Linked DNA regions of Mus musculus: all the other regions are linked to region 2. A link is a contact called in public HiChIP or PLAC-seq and promoter capture Hi-C data. All regions are on one chromosome and are shown on one strand. The core of a region is the stretch at or near the end of the contact, and the rest is flanking DNA. Distances in the headings are between cores, read along the strand shown.

Region 1 (4,293 bases), core at 627-3,126, 800 kb before region 2:
TTGGCTAGTGGAGACTGAGGTGCTGGTGGGCCAGCCAAGGAGTTTCCTAGGAATAAGGGGCCACGGGAAAGTAGACCTTGGCTGAGCCTCGATCTAGAGATGACAGAGTTATCACCCGGCATGTCTCACTCTTCTCTGAGAGAAGGGCTTTGGATTCTTGTTGGCAGTGGTATTTACTGGTGTCCAATAGAGTGACAGAATATAGGAAGCTCAGTCTGGCTCAGTAGGCATTTGAATGCGATAGGACAAGCATTTTAAAGGGGCTGCCTTTAAAGTACCCAAGCAGACCACGAACCCAAGATCTTAATTGGAAGAAACTGTAGATAAATCCTTGAGGCCAGTGTAGTTGGATTAGGTCCACTGAACTCCGGAAGAGAGACAGAAGCCAGTAGGGAAGCGGGACAAGGAAATACCTTTCTGTCCAGAGGCCTAGAGAGTACCCCCATCCGCGGTACAGAGCAGGCTTGTCACAAATCCCAGATCTGGGGACCAGGTCCTCAGAAGAGCCTGCATGGTAGGTTCTGGCAATGGAGTTGACCTCTAGCTGAAGCTAACACATGAGCGTGCTCTGTAGCCAAGCGGCAAGGAACTGAAAGTGGGGAGCCAGGAATTCTGGGTATCCAAAAGAGACCTGGTACTGGGAATTGTGGGGAGGCTCATCTGGGTTGCCAGATGACAATCAGGGAACTCGGGGTCTCCCCCTTAAGGTTCTTATTAATAAAATAACAGAACAGACTCAGACAGAAGCTTGAGGACAAAAGACAAGCCCGGGGCAGGCAAGTTGTAATCTCAGCAGTTGCCAGGAAGAGGAGACCGGAGGAGAGAAGAGGGAGGGCAGAGGCCATGCTCCTGCAGACAGCAGAGGTCAGCCAGACAGTTAGCCACAGGGCAGGGAGGAGGCTTTAGGGTAAGGAAACCCAGGGCAGACAGAGAAGAAAAGAAATTATACTTCTTTCCCCGCTGAGTAATTTCAAACAGCAGGCAAATTAACACAGCCTCATGATTGTGGCCCTGCATAAGCTACTATGGTAGAGGTTAGAGATCCTGGGAAGGAAAAGTATGTTATTTCATTGAAATGGCAAATTAGTTCACCTATGTCTTAGCATGACCTGCCTTCCTGGGCAATGGTCCCTTAGCCAGGCCAGAGATTTTAAGTTTCTTGACAAGTTTTCCTTCAATGGGCCGAAGATGCCACTCTGACAGATCTACCTTTCTTTTTTCTCCTTTCCTACCCTTCCATTTTTTTTCTTTCCTTCCTTCTTTTCCTCCCTCCTTTTCTGGGGTAGGGCGGGGAGGTTGGCTGCAGAGACTGAACCTAGTGTTCTGCACGTGCCAGCCAATTGCTTTACTGCTGAGCTCTAAATCCAGTCCTCTTTTACATTTTGAGGAAAAAAAAAAATCTAAGTGTCCCAGGATGTTGTCCTTGAACTCAATCTACAGCCCAGACAGGCCTTCAATTTGTGTTCTTCCTGCTTCAGCCCTCCGAGTAACCAGGATATCAGACCTGCACCAACGCTCTTGGAGTCCAGCCTCCTTTTTCTCGCAACAAACTTTTCTGGGACTCGATGAGAGTTATTCAGAAGAATTATCTGTGCTGTCCATCATCTGTTTCTCTCCTTTTGTAATTCAGGTTTTTTGGCTTTCCCCTCAGTTTCCTACTGAAGTACTTTCTGAACAGTCTCAACCTTGTCTGGACGCCAGAGATTTGCCCAGCTTTGGGCCAAGACAGGGGGCTCCAGGGCCCCTGCACATTTAGCAGGATGGGGCTAGCAGCTGTCTCAGCTGGATTTGCATGAAACAGCTGGTGGAGCCAGGGCAGAGAGAGGTGAACTCTCCAGAGAGGAAGAAAGTTGAGAAAGAAAAAGATGGAAGCAGCTGCAGTTGATAAGGTCTTCCCACCTGGACCCTTCCACGAAGAGGCTGCTGGGGCCTTTCCATGGTAGGGGTGGCTGATCTCTTCCATCACATAAGATGCTGGGGCCCTTCCAGTGCAGGGGCTGCTGGGGCTCCAGCTCTCTCTGCCTGGCTTTAAGCAGAGAATAAGCGAGCAAATAAGTTAAAGTGAAGCACTGTGGGCCTTAAACAGTGGCTGGGGACGGCGTCAGAAGTGAGGCTCTCAACTGGAGGCAGGGCAGATTTGCAAGGCTTAACAGCACCTGGGGTGTGTCTGGGTGTGAGGGGGGTGGTGGATTACACCCCTGCCTCTAGACCACGACTGTTTGGGGGGTTAGATCCAATCAGGGTACATGACATTCAGCTGAAACAGGAGAGAAGTAGAGGAATTTGGGCCTCCTCTGTTACTTCAGTAACCTGGAAGTATCTCAGAAATTTGTGAGTGGTTCTGGTTGTGCCCACTTGGAGCCTCCTTCCCCATTTCTACCTGTCTTACATGGGTGAGCAGTCATCTTTATTTTTTTCCACTTTAGAGGTGACATGGTAATCATGGGGAGACAATGAGGACTTAGCTTGTTGCTAGCTCGCCCTTTGGAAGGAAGGTTTGGAGGGTGTCAGTTTCCTCAGAAGTTCGGTGGGAGGACCTCTCTCATGTCCCACTAATACTCTGCAGTCTCAGGCCTGGTTCCTAGGCAGCGGTGGTTAAAGTGAAATCTTGATTCTCTTAGTAACTTGATGGCTTAGTTTAGGCCTCAGGTTGCTGTTCCATGAACTGCCTTGAAATTTAATCACCCAAATTTATTTCCTAGTGTGTTTTTCACAGTCTCCTCCTCTAAGCCCATTAGTCACCATCCTGAGACCTGACAGAGCAGTTATTGAAGGCCCCTGTAGTTCTTCACACTAGATTTAGGGGTGTTGGGCACTCTGCAGGCCGGCTCAAACTTGAGTCATGGTTGGGTGGTCTTCCCCTCAATCGACTGTGAATCTTTTCCGGGTCATCCTAGAGGCCCACAGGGAGAATACCTATCTCCTATCCTTCCTTCAACAGAGAGGTGGCAACTACTTCTAGGACCAGTGTTCCCAGGCTGGGAATTATGTTGTCTTCTGTTCCTGGTTATATCTCTTACATTGCCATCTTCAGTGTCCCTTTTAATAAAATGGAGAGAATATACACTTAAAAAAAAAAGTCTTACTTCTATTTTGAGACAAGGTCTCCTATATCCAAGGCTGTCCTCAAATTCCCTACGTAGCCAAGAAAGACCTTGAACTTCTGGTCTTCCTGCTGGGAAGTGCTGGGAATCCCAAGTGCTAGGATTCAGGCCACCCCACCATATATGGTTTATGTAGTCCTGGGGATCAAACTCAGGCTATATGAATATTATGTAAGCTCTCTACCAACTGAGCTACATCCCTAGCCCAAGAAAATATACTTTTTTCTTAAAAAGTGGGGTACAGAGACCAGCAAGATAACCCAGCAGGCAAAGATACTCACAAGCCTAGAGAACCAAGTTTGATACCTGGGACCCACAAAAAGGTGGAAGAAGAGAACCATCCCTTCAGAATTGTCTTGTGACCTCCATATATGCATGCCAACACACACTCCACACCAATCATAAATAAAAATTTTAATAAAGGGGTGCAAAACTAAACCAAACAAAAAGGGTGGTAGCATAGAGCCTAGCATGGCAGAACAGGATACCACAAATGTTAGCTCTCTGCTCTTTCACTTGGACAAGACCTTTCTCCTGGGATCTTGGACATCTTATTCATCTGTTTGGAAACATCTCTATAAACATTCATTTCAAGAATAGCTCCATAAATCAAGCGTTTGGCTGTCTCCTTCCAAGTGAGGTCTCTCCAGAGTAGAAGCTGGGAAGCAGCACGGTTGCAGGCACTAAGCAACAGATGGAAATACACAGCCAGCTGACAGGGACTCTGTAGAAGAGTCCTGACTGTGTGGCCTCCCCAGTCTGTCCCCTCCCTCACCCTGGTCTGGACACTCCTGCTCTGTGCCTGGCTGGCCTCCAGTAGGGCGTGACTCCATAGGGCTTGCTCCTCTCCCGCAGCTATGCTGGACCAGTTAAAGTTTATTCTGTAGAAACCTCCACCAAGAAGTCAAAAGATGAGTTTCCTGCTCTTAATAGATAATTTTTATTGGTTTTGCAATAAACGTATGAAATAGAAACAATAGCAATAAACCATCCCAACAAGAAATCGAAAGGCTCAGGCCTCCAAAGCCCTTCCTGCCTCTTCTTAATGAGTCTCTAATTTATAGAGCGGCCAGTGGGCCTACTTTTCTTTCCCGAAGCTTTGCAAAGTCTTCCATCTTGGAGGCCGGGGTGCTCTGGGTCTGGGTAGACTCATTTCCATAGGATTGCTGTAATGAAAGCTGAGACCTAG
Region 2 (4,480 bases), core at 570-3,069:
AATCACCAGTTTATCCTAAGGCCTGCCAAGTGGCTGGCTCCCTCTCCTTCAGCTTCAGGGCCAATCTTTCCCCCCTGACTATTTCCCAGAATTCTTTCATTCATACCTCCCCTGCTCCCCCTGACCCCAGCACCCTTTTCCCTCTCTGCTGGATGTCCCACCTCCTAGTCCTGCCTCAGCTCATTGGCCATAGGGTTTTTATTGACAGGTGACTCTGCCATACACTGCACAAGAGATTCTATGCAAACACAGTCAGTTCCACCTTAAATATGACTATGATTTAAGGAGCAGCACAGGGAGAAACAGCAGTGTGAGCACAGGAGGACGCTGCAAGCTGGAAGCCAGAAGACAGGAATTGGTCATTGTTCCTGTATAGACCACGAACAGTTTCACTTTGTTCTCATAAAAATCTCCTGACCTCCATTTTGTTTCTGAACAACAAAAAAACTAAAACAGTCTTGGAAACCTGAAGATTGTGGAGCCTGACAGGAACCATTTTACAGTTAAAAAAATTAAAAGGCCAGGTCTTTAATCTTAGCATTCTGCAGGCAGACCAGTGAGTTTTAAGGCCAGCCTGGTCTACATAATGAGTTCCAAGTCAAACAGGGCTATAGCAATAAACCTTGAGTTGCATTTTAATTATAGAATATTTAAAAAGCAAACTCACTGTAGAAACCAGTTTGAGTAATTTAGACAGAATTATCTTGGCTGGAGTTTTCAGCATCCCTCGAGTACAAATTATGAAACTGCATCCCACCTGTCACTCCTGGCTCTACCATACACAGCAAATGAGGTTTCATCCTGTTACATGACCGTCTCCTCTGCTCTAAAGATGCTCTCTCAGAGCCTCATTTCTATTACCTTCAAGTTTAATATTCCAATTCCATGAAAGATATGAAAATAATAGAAACCAGTTTATCGAATACCACTCACTATTAGTGACCCACAACATCGAATTGCATGCTGACGTTGAGAATTTGATTTTATGCTGACTCTTACACTTTTGAGTTATTAGCATCGCTAGCTTCAGCCCGGTACAAGCTTGTAATCCCAGTCTTGGAAAGACGGAGAAATACGTTCTAGTCCAGGCTGGACTGTATTGAGATCCTGTCTCAGAACAGGACACCTAGAGTCCATGAAGTGGATAACCCACTCAAATGGCTAGGTGGGTTGGCTTTCCCTGTGCAGCCCACCACTCAGAAGTATGCCTCTCTGGACCGAGAGCTCCTCCAGGCTTGTCTTTATAGCCCTGTGGTGCACCTCAGAAACAATTCCAACTCAAGTCGGAGAGAACAAGGCTGATAAACAGTAAGGTCGGTAGGGAGACTCACGAAGTCGCGAAGAAGAGTTTTCACTCTGGAATAAGTCACATCCTTGGTTGGTTTGGGATTATGGAGAGATTCTGATTTACAAGGCTAATGAATCAACAGGGCGGTTAGCGCAGTTTTCTTTAATACTTATGGTGGCCTTAACCGGTGCCGACCGGCGAGTGTGGTAGGATTCGAGGGGCAGAGGGCAGGGCTCTCAAAAAGATGAAATGTGAATGAGGTAGGGACAATGTGGATTTTAGAGTTTGGAGAGAGATCTATTTTAAATAAAAACACGTTGTATGAAACCTTCAAAGAACTAATTAAAAAATATCTATACAAACAAAAATAAAATAAATAGGAACCGCACGCACGATGGTCCTCGCAGGTTGGAAGTTGCCCAGGGCAAGCCGCTGGTGCCCAGTTTCCGGCAGCACCAATCCCAGGGTGATTCCAGGAGCTCGGGGCGGGACTCTGCATGCGGAAGCTAGCGGAAGTGACGCAGTCTCGCGAGACGGAGGACTCCGCAAGCCTCGGCGGCCCGGAACCGGCCTTAGACCGGCGGCGTTGCCTGAGGCGGCTGGCGCTCCCGCCCCATGGAGCGGCCCCCGGGGCTGCGGCCGGGCGCGGGCGGCCCCTGGGAGATGCGGGAACGGCTTGGCACCGGCGGTTTCGGGAACGTCAGTCTGTACCAGCACCGGGTGAGGCGGGGGGCGGGAGCCGTGGCGCGGGCTCTGTCTGGGCGTCCCTGGGACCCGAGCTGTCAGTCAAGGTGGGAGGAGTGGTGGTCGCGACCCTGGACGGGGCTGGGGGCTGGGGCAGTGAGCGAGGGCGAGCGATGGAGCATCCTGCGCTTGTGAGCCTGGGTGGCCGCGGTCCAGGTGTGTCGGAGGTCCCCGGGCAGTGAGTGACAGGCAGCTGTTGCAGCTGTGTGTGGTGATGAGGAGTCTGTACAAAGTCGAGTGCCGATGCGTGTTGTGTGTTTTGTGTATGTGTGTTGTGTGTGTCTCCGTGTGCCTGCTCACACTCCCTCGGGAGCGAGCGGTGTGATCCACTGGAGACTGGACTAGACGAGAAACCTTACGGGTGTGTCCAGAGTTGACCCTTGGGAAACATTGACAGACTTTGGAATTGGAGCGTTTCAGGTAAAAACCAGGGTGAGGGTAAGATGATGAAATCGATCCTTGCTTCGGAGGAAAGAAAATAGAGGGGTTTGTTCTGCAGAAGACAGCTAAGATCAGGCTCAGGAAATTTGTTTTGATTTATCGAAGAACATGTAACCGTTACAACAGCAGTTATTCCTGTCCTTAAAAGGTTTTCAAACTAACAGTCACTTTTCTTACTTTAACGTGTTGTTGTTAATGTTCGGGGTGGAACACAGGACCTTGCACATGCTAGGCAAATGGTCTACCGTTGGGTTACAGCCTCAGCCCTAGTTAATCATGTTTGAGTTGTGGGTCTTTTGAAAAGTCAGTAAAACGCATCTTTTCTCCGGAAAAAAAAATCATATCAATACAAGCCAGTGCATTATTAGTGAGGGTTTTGCTTTCCTGAAGGGTGTAAGGAATAGATCTTGAACACCAATCATTGTAGTATAGGATTTGTTGACTGTAAAATATTTAGAAGAATATACATACATTCTGGGCCTGCTTGAGAGTTGAGTCAGATGGTAACAGAGACGTTAGGAAGTACAAGATAGGTACTGTAATTCCGCTGATAGCTCTCCACTGTCAAGTTATGGCAACCCTCATTACTTGGACTTTTATAAAAGGAGCAGTAAGATAAAAATGGTGTTCTGGAACATCATATATGAGGAATACGTTTTAATTAGAAAAACAGTAAGCCAATTACAGGACATGAAATGATTTAGTTGATTGCTATATCAGGCGCTGATGGTACCCAAATCAACAAGAATAATATGTTCTACTCTGAAGGAGCTTTCCGTTTCAGAGAGGGGGTGGGCATGGTGGCATCCTCTTGTAATCCTAGTATCAAGGGTTCTGAGGCAGGAGGATTTGGAGTTTGAGACCTGACTGGGTGGCTTTCATATCGTGCTCAAGGCCGGTGTCAGTTACATAAGAAGGCCCTGTCTCAGAAATAAACATTAAGTACAGTTTGATACCCTAGGCACTGAAAGATGTCTTAGGGTTTTATTGCTGTGAAGAGATACCATGACCAAGGCAGCTTTTATAAAGCAAAACGTTTAGTTGGGGCTGGTTTCAGAGGTTTAGTCAGTTCTCACTTGGTGGGACATGGTGGCACGCAGGCAGACGAGGCACTGAAGAAGTAGCTGTGAATTCTATATCCTTGACCCAAAGACAGCAGGGAGAGGCTGTGTCTCACCGTGGGTGTACCTTGCGCTTAGGAGACCTTAAAGCTTGAGCCTACAGTGACACACTTCCTCCAACAGTACCTAGTGCTGCCACTCTCTATGGCCTACCATTGAATCACATGAGTCTATGGGGGTCATCACACCCAACTTAGTCTCATTTAAAAAACAACAACAGCAAAAGCCCATCTTTTTGTTGTTGTTTGGCAACTATAAAGTTCCCAAGAGAATATTCTTTTTGAAAAGATTGAGTTTCTCGGGGTAGGTGAGTGTTGTGGTAAATATTTAAAAAGACCCTCCACCTCTCCGAGTTCCATCCAGCTACTCTCTGCCCGCCAACTCTCCGGTGGGGCTGCAGCTCCTAAGTTCCCTTTGCTGCTATGCCAACCCAACACAGCAACAGTCCACTCCACTATCAGCCACCACAACATCCAGCAACCCAGTAGAAACAAAACTCTAGAAGTTTATAATTAACCAGTCAGGTTTATATATCAATAAATTCTCAATTCACAACATGCCAATACAATAATTTCAAAACCAGTTGATACTGATAAAAGCTGCCCACCTAGGCTAGACAGATTATCCCATAACTACCTGTGGCTATTTAAAACCACACGGGATCAGAATCTTCTTCCTGTCCCTCCACCTCCATTTTGGCTTTCCTCTCTTCCTGAGATACTCTCTGTTTCTGCAACTCTTAGCTCTGCCTCCCTTTACCCTGCCCAGTCACAGGCCCCTTGCTGCACTAATATTTTAATGTAATTGGACAGGGAAAATCCTGCCTCAGGTGAAATATAAACTAAGGAGTTGAAGGATCTCTTGTGATTAATGACCTATACCAAAT
Region 3 (4,441 bases), core at 789-3,288, 900 kb before region 2:
TATGGGTGATGGAAATATAACTCCAAGTCCTCTGCAAAAGCAGCCAGTACTCTTAATCACTGAGCCGTCTCTCCAGCTCCGAAGCAGTGATCTTATAGAGTCACCTGTAAAGACCGTCAACTCGCCCTTCCGATGTCCCTTCAGCAGACGATTCAGGTCTGGGAAGCGGCTCCAACGGACACCAGCCGCTTGCTCTACATTTGACAGTTCTCCTAAAACCTCCTCTCGGAGCTGCCGAAAAGACACAATAGACTTGTGCCAGGCAGGTAGGGCGGTACGAAGAATACGGGGAAGACTTAAGCCTTGGTTTAAGGCCTCCAGGGGACGAGGCTGTTGGTTCCCAGGCCTCACCAGAGAGCATCGCTTGGGGTTGAGTTTTCGAGCAAACAGTTTGGCAGCTTCCCAGGATCGAAGGTCATCTCCTAACCAGAACACAATCCGACGGAACTGTTCAAGGTAAGGCAGTAAGGCTGGGGGTAAGCAGACTGTCCCTCGGGGTAGGGAAAGGGTTGGCAGCCCCGTCGACTGGCTCAAGGCCAGGCTGTCCAGTTCACGACTTGTCACAACCACCTCAGTATCTCTCCGGCTGATCAGTGGTAATCCAAATAGGTTGTGATAGACACCAGGCCGGGGGATGGTGGTCTCTACATACTGTACTCCATTTTCCTGACCCTCAGCCCCTAGTAGCTTCAGGCCACGTAATCCTGAGCTCCCAGGGGTGAACCAAGGGAAGACCAGACTTCGAGCAGATCGAAGATAGCGGACACTGAATCGCCTGAGTGTGTCATCTGTCACCTTGGTAAGGCCAAACATCACACGAGCTAGCTGGGCTTCCTCAGGGTCTGGAAGCTCCCAAAGAGGTATGGCTCGGTTCCAGATCCTCAAGACCTCCTCCCTAACCTCAGCTTCTGGGCCTTCCCTAAGTAGGACACCCTCTTTGGCCCCATCCCCTCGTCCCTCCACACTGGCCTGCAAGTCTTCCCAGCTCCCTTCTGCTAGGCTGGTCATGCAAAGAAAGTGTCCTGTGGTCTTGTCAATGAAGAGGCAGAAGGAAGTGGGAGCGTCCTTTTTCTCATTTTTGATGTCTGAGGACACCACAAAGGGACTTGGTGCTCGAAGGCAGCTGTGGCCATCCTGGAAGGGGATCCCATGTGCACGTAAATACTGGCGGATTTCAGTCGTAGTCACCGGCGACACTGGCATCTCTAAGGCTGGGAGCGCTTCTTTTCTGTACCTTCTGCGGGGAGGGCCTGGCGCCAAGCTTCTGGGCAGGCCCCTCCTACCCACCCACTCGCCACGCAGTGGCAGCAAGATCCGGAGGGGATATGCACGTCGGAGAAGAAGCCACATTCCTAATGGAGTGGGACGCCACTACTGCAAAAGCTTTTGTTGTCTGGTTCAGTGCCTTCACTAAACCAGACCCTAGGAAACCTTCTACAAGGCACTCGCAGAAATCACTCCTACTGGCTTTTCTCTTTATCCCTCCTCAAACTTCTTCACGAACACAGTTCTTACTCCCCTCGGTTGCCTGTGTATTGCTACTTCATCCCTACACACCTACACTGCCCTTTCGCGTCTACGCCTCTCTCTGAGGATTCTCCTATCTCTAGGTCCTTTACGGATTTCTCTCCACCAGCTCACTTCTAGATCCTTCTACGGTCCCTCGATCTAAACGGCTTCTCTGTATCATCTCTTCACGTCTACTACCCCTCTACGGACTCTCCTGGCTAACCTCATCTCTACCGCTTTCTGCATCCCGTCTGAACCCCAACTCCAGGCGCTCCGAGCCCCCAGCGCTCACAGGCACTCTCCACACTGCTGGAGGTCACGCGCTCCGGCCCGGCTTCCTCACTGGCTCCCTTGCTCTGCCCTCCACTTCAAAGCTCCACGCTCCCGCCCCCAGCTTCGCGTCACCACTCTCCTTTCTAGTGTTCTGTCCGCAACGTGGGTCGCCCGCTCGCACGCGCTACTCGCGGTGACTCCGGAAGCAAAACTCTCCAGGGCGCCCATGCCACAACCCCGGAACCGGAAGTCACCGGTTAGTCCCGCCCCCCGGCTCCGCGTCCTGGCTCTCTAACCGTAGCCATGACCGGTCGCGGGACTTCGAGCCGCTTTCTGACCAGCGTCCTCCATAATGGGCTAGGGCGTTACGTGCAGCAGCTGCAGCGCCTCAGCCTCAGCCTCAGCCGGGATGCGCCCTCGTCCCGCGGCGCCAGGTGAGGCACGCGGAAGCGGGAGCGCCGGAAAGGGAGGCGGGGAGCTATGGGGCTGGGTTCGGGCCACCGTACTCACCTTCGCCGGGTCTCGCAGGGAGTTCGTGGAACGCGAGGTGACCGACTTCGCCCGACGGAACCCAGGAGTCGTAGTATACGTGAACCCGCGCCCGTGCGCCATGCCACGAATAGTGGCCGAATACCGTGAGTGGGGCCGAGCTAGGGCGGGGGTGGGCGGCGCGGGATCCCGGCTTGCCCGCTGCGTTCTGTTTGTCTGATTTCCGACCTGGCGCCTTCCACTCATCCCCTCCACGTCCCTCTCCCAGTTAATGGGGCTGTGCGCGAGGAAAACGTCAACAGCAAGTCGGTGGAGGAGATCAAGTCGTTGGTGCAGAAGCTGGCAGACCAGTCCGGCTTGGATGTGATCCGCATCCGCAAGCCCTTCCACACGGACAACCCGAGCATCCAGGGCCAGTGGCACCCCTTCACCAACAAACGGACTGCCCTCCACGGGCTGCGGCCCAGAGAACTCCGGGATTCTGCTCCAGCTTCGATGCAAGCACAGTAAAGAACCAGGCGCTTTGGACCGTGAGAGGGATAGGATTGGTTCCTCTTTTGGATTTCAAGCTCAGGCCGAGTAGGTGGGTGGAGCCTACCAGCCGGGGCGTGGCCTGAGATAAAGAAGAACCTTTTCCTTTGCCCACTTGTAGCTAGGTGCAGTGACCTTGTGAATACCCTAATTCTGATTCAATTGGCCTCCTTGCAAGCTGAGATGTGAGAAGTGTACAACACTTGTACAAGGACCGTGTTTTCTGAAATACGAATAATAATGACTTCAAAACACATGAAAGAGTCTGGAGGCTGTCTTCTGAAGGACACGGGATGCCCTGTTGCTCTTGCTGGTATGGCATTGGGCAAGGCACCTTATATCCGTGTTTGTGTGCAGTTTAGGAAGTTGAAGATGAGCCTGGCGTTGGTAGTGCATAACCTTTAATCCCAGCATTTGGTTGGCAGAGGCAGATGAATCTCTGCGTTTAAGGCCAGCTTGGTCTACAGAGTGAGTTCCAGGACAACCCAGTCTCAAAAACTAAAAATGAAATAAAAAAGAAAAAGAAAACTGAAGTCATTAAGACTATATTTGAAGGGGCTGGTGAGATGGCTCAGCAGGTAAGAGCACCCGACTGCTCTTCCAAAGGTCCTTAGTTCAAGTCCCGGCAACCACATGGTGGCTCACAACCATCTGTAAGAAGATCTGATTCCCTCTTCTGGTGTGTCTGAAGACAGCTGCAGTGTACTTACATATAATAAATAAATCTTTAAAAAAAAAAGCAGTGTTTAAAAAAAAAAGACTATATTTGAAGATTGATTATCTATCATGTGTATAAATACATGCCTGCATGTATTTCTGTGCACGGTGCGCATGCAGTGTCCATGGAGGCCAGAAGACAGTGTAGGGTCCCCTGGAACTGGAGTTACAGGCAGTTGTGAGCCACCATGTTGGTGCTGGGAATTGCACTTGTGTCTTTTAAAAGAACAGTCAGTCTTTTATCCACCTGAGCCATCTCTCTAGCCTCTCAAAGTCACAATTCAAAAATTTGTACTTTTTCTCAAGATGTAGATCTCACTATGTAGCTCTGGTTGTCCAGGATCACTATGTAGACCAGGCTGGCTTCAAACTCACAGAGACCTGTCTGCCTCTGCTTCCCAAGTGCTGGGACTAACGGTGTGCGCCACTGTGCTCGGCTCACGGTGTAGGCGTAGTTTCAGCATAAGCCAGTCTTTTAACTCCAAACTAGAAGCAGAACATAAAACCTTTCAATGGTTAGTGTCAAAGGCAGTGTGACTCAGCATCTCAGAGCAGGTCCCCTCACAGAACGGAGCCATGTCTCTCCCTGGATGGAGGAGTGGGACGTGCTGAAAAGCTTGGGGAGGAGCACAGCCAGCAGGAAGCGGCTTCCAGACTTACGGTAATCAAGGCAAGGGCTGCAAGGTGGCTCAGGGGTTAAAACCACTTGCTGCTCTTCTGGAGGCCTGGGGTTCAATGCTCAGCAACCACACAGCAATCAGTGACCGTCTGTTATGGTTCTGGGGACCTGGATGGTTCCAGGGTTCATGGTGTTTAAGGGTATCAGGCAGTGGGGAGTCAGAGAGGGAAGGGAAAGGCCTTCATGTGGTGGTACAGCTTTTAATCACCAACACTTGAAAGGCAGAGGCAGCCAGATAGATGA

Evidence for each region. Promoter capture Hi-C pulls out the DNA fragments that hold promoters and counts their contacts. HiChIP or PLAC-seq counts read pairs in DNA pulled down with a chosen protein or histone mark.
Region 1: a contact with region 2 is called in an H3K4me3 HiChIP or PLAC-seq map of neural tube, with 4 times the contacts expected there. The contact joins the enhancer-like site here to the promoter of Chuk in region 2. A contact is called at or near these places in 5 of 39 promoter capture datasets (the 3T3-L1 cell line, 3T3-L1-derived adipocytes, cranial neural crest and 2 more), 2 of 115 datasets of contacts at active chromatin or transcription factors (extraembryonic endoderm stem cells and neural tube) and 1 of 9 other capture datasets (embryonic stem cells).
Region 3: a promoter capture Hi-C map of liver shows a contact between it and region 2, with 2.9 times the contacts expected there. The contact joins the promoter of Mrpl43 here to the promoter of Chuk in region 2. A contact is called at or near these places in 5 of 39 promoter capture datasets (the 3T3-L1 cell line, the SN4741 cell line, hippocampal neurons and 2 more), 5 of 115 datasets of contacts at active chromatin or transcription factors (the SCID.adh cell line, astrocytes, bone marrow-derived macrophages and 2 more) and 2 of 9 other capture datasets (liver and pancreatic islet).

Annotation. Positions count from the first base shown.
Region 1 is chr19:44,902,069-44,906,361 of GRCm38.p6, reverse strand. No RefSeq gene overlaps it. Among named protein-coding and RNA genes, the nearest start is that of Slf2, 27 kb to the left of the region's middle. Within about 2 kb of position 1,876, at least 13 of the 459 cell types and tissues checked have an H3K27ac peak or open chromatin away from gene starts, as enhancers often do.
Region 2 is chr19:44,104,816-44,109,295 of GRCm38.p6, reverse strand. It overlaps Chuk (conserved helix-loop-helix ubiquitous kinase), which reads left to right and starts at 1,819. Exons shown (of 21, transcript NM_007700.2): 1 at 1,819-2,008. The coding sequence starts at 1,904. It overlaps Cwf19l1 (CWF19-like 1, cell cycle control (S. pombe)), which reads left to right. Exons shown (of 14, transcript NM_001081077.1): 14 at 1-659.
Region 3 is chr19:45,004,039-45,008,479 of GRCm38.p6, reverse strand. Mrpl43 (mitochondrial ribosomal protein L43) reads left to right here and starts at 2,038. Exons shown (of 3, transcript NM_053164.3): 1 at 2,038-2,216; 2 at 2,311-2,417; 3 at 2,540-3,466. The coding sequence starts at 2,086. The coding sequence ends at 2,781. It overlaps Twnk (twinkle mtDNA helicase), which reads right to left and starts at 1,922. Exons shown (of 5, transcript NM_153796.4): 1 at 105-1,922. The coding sequence starts at 1,350.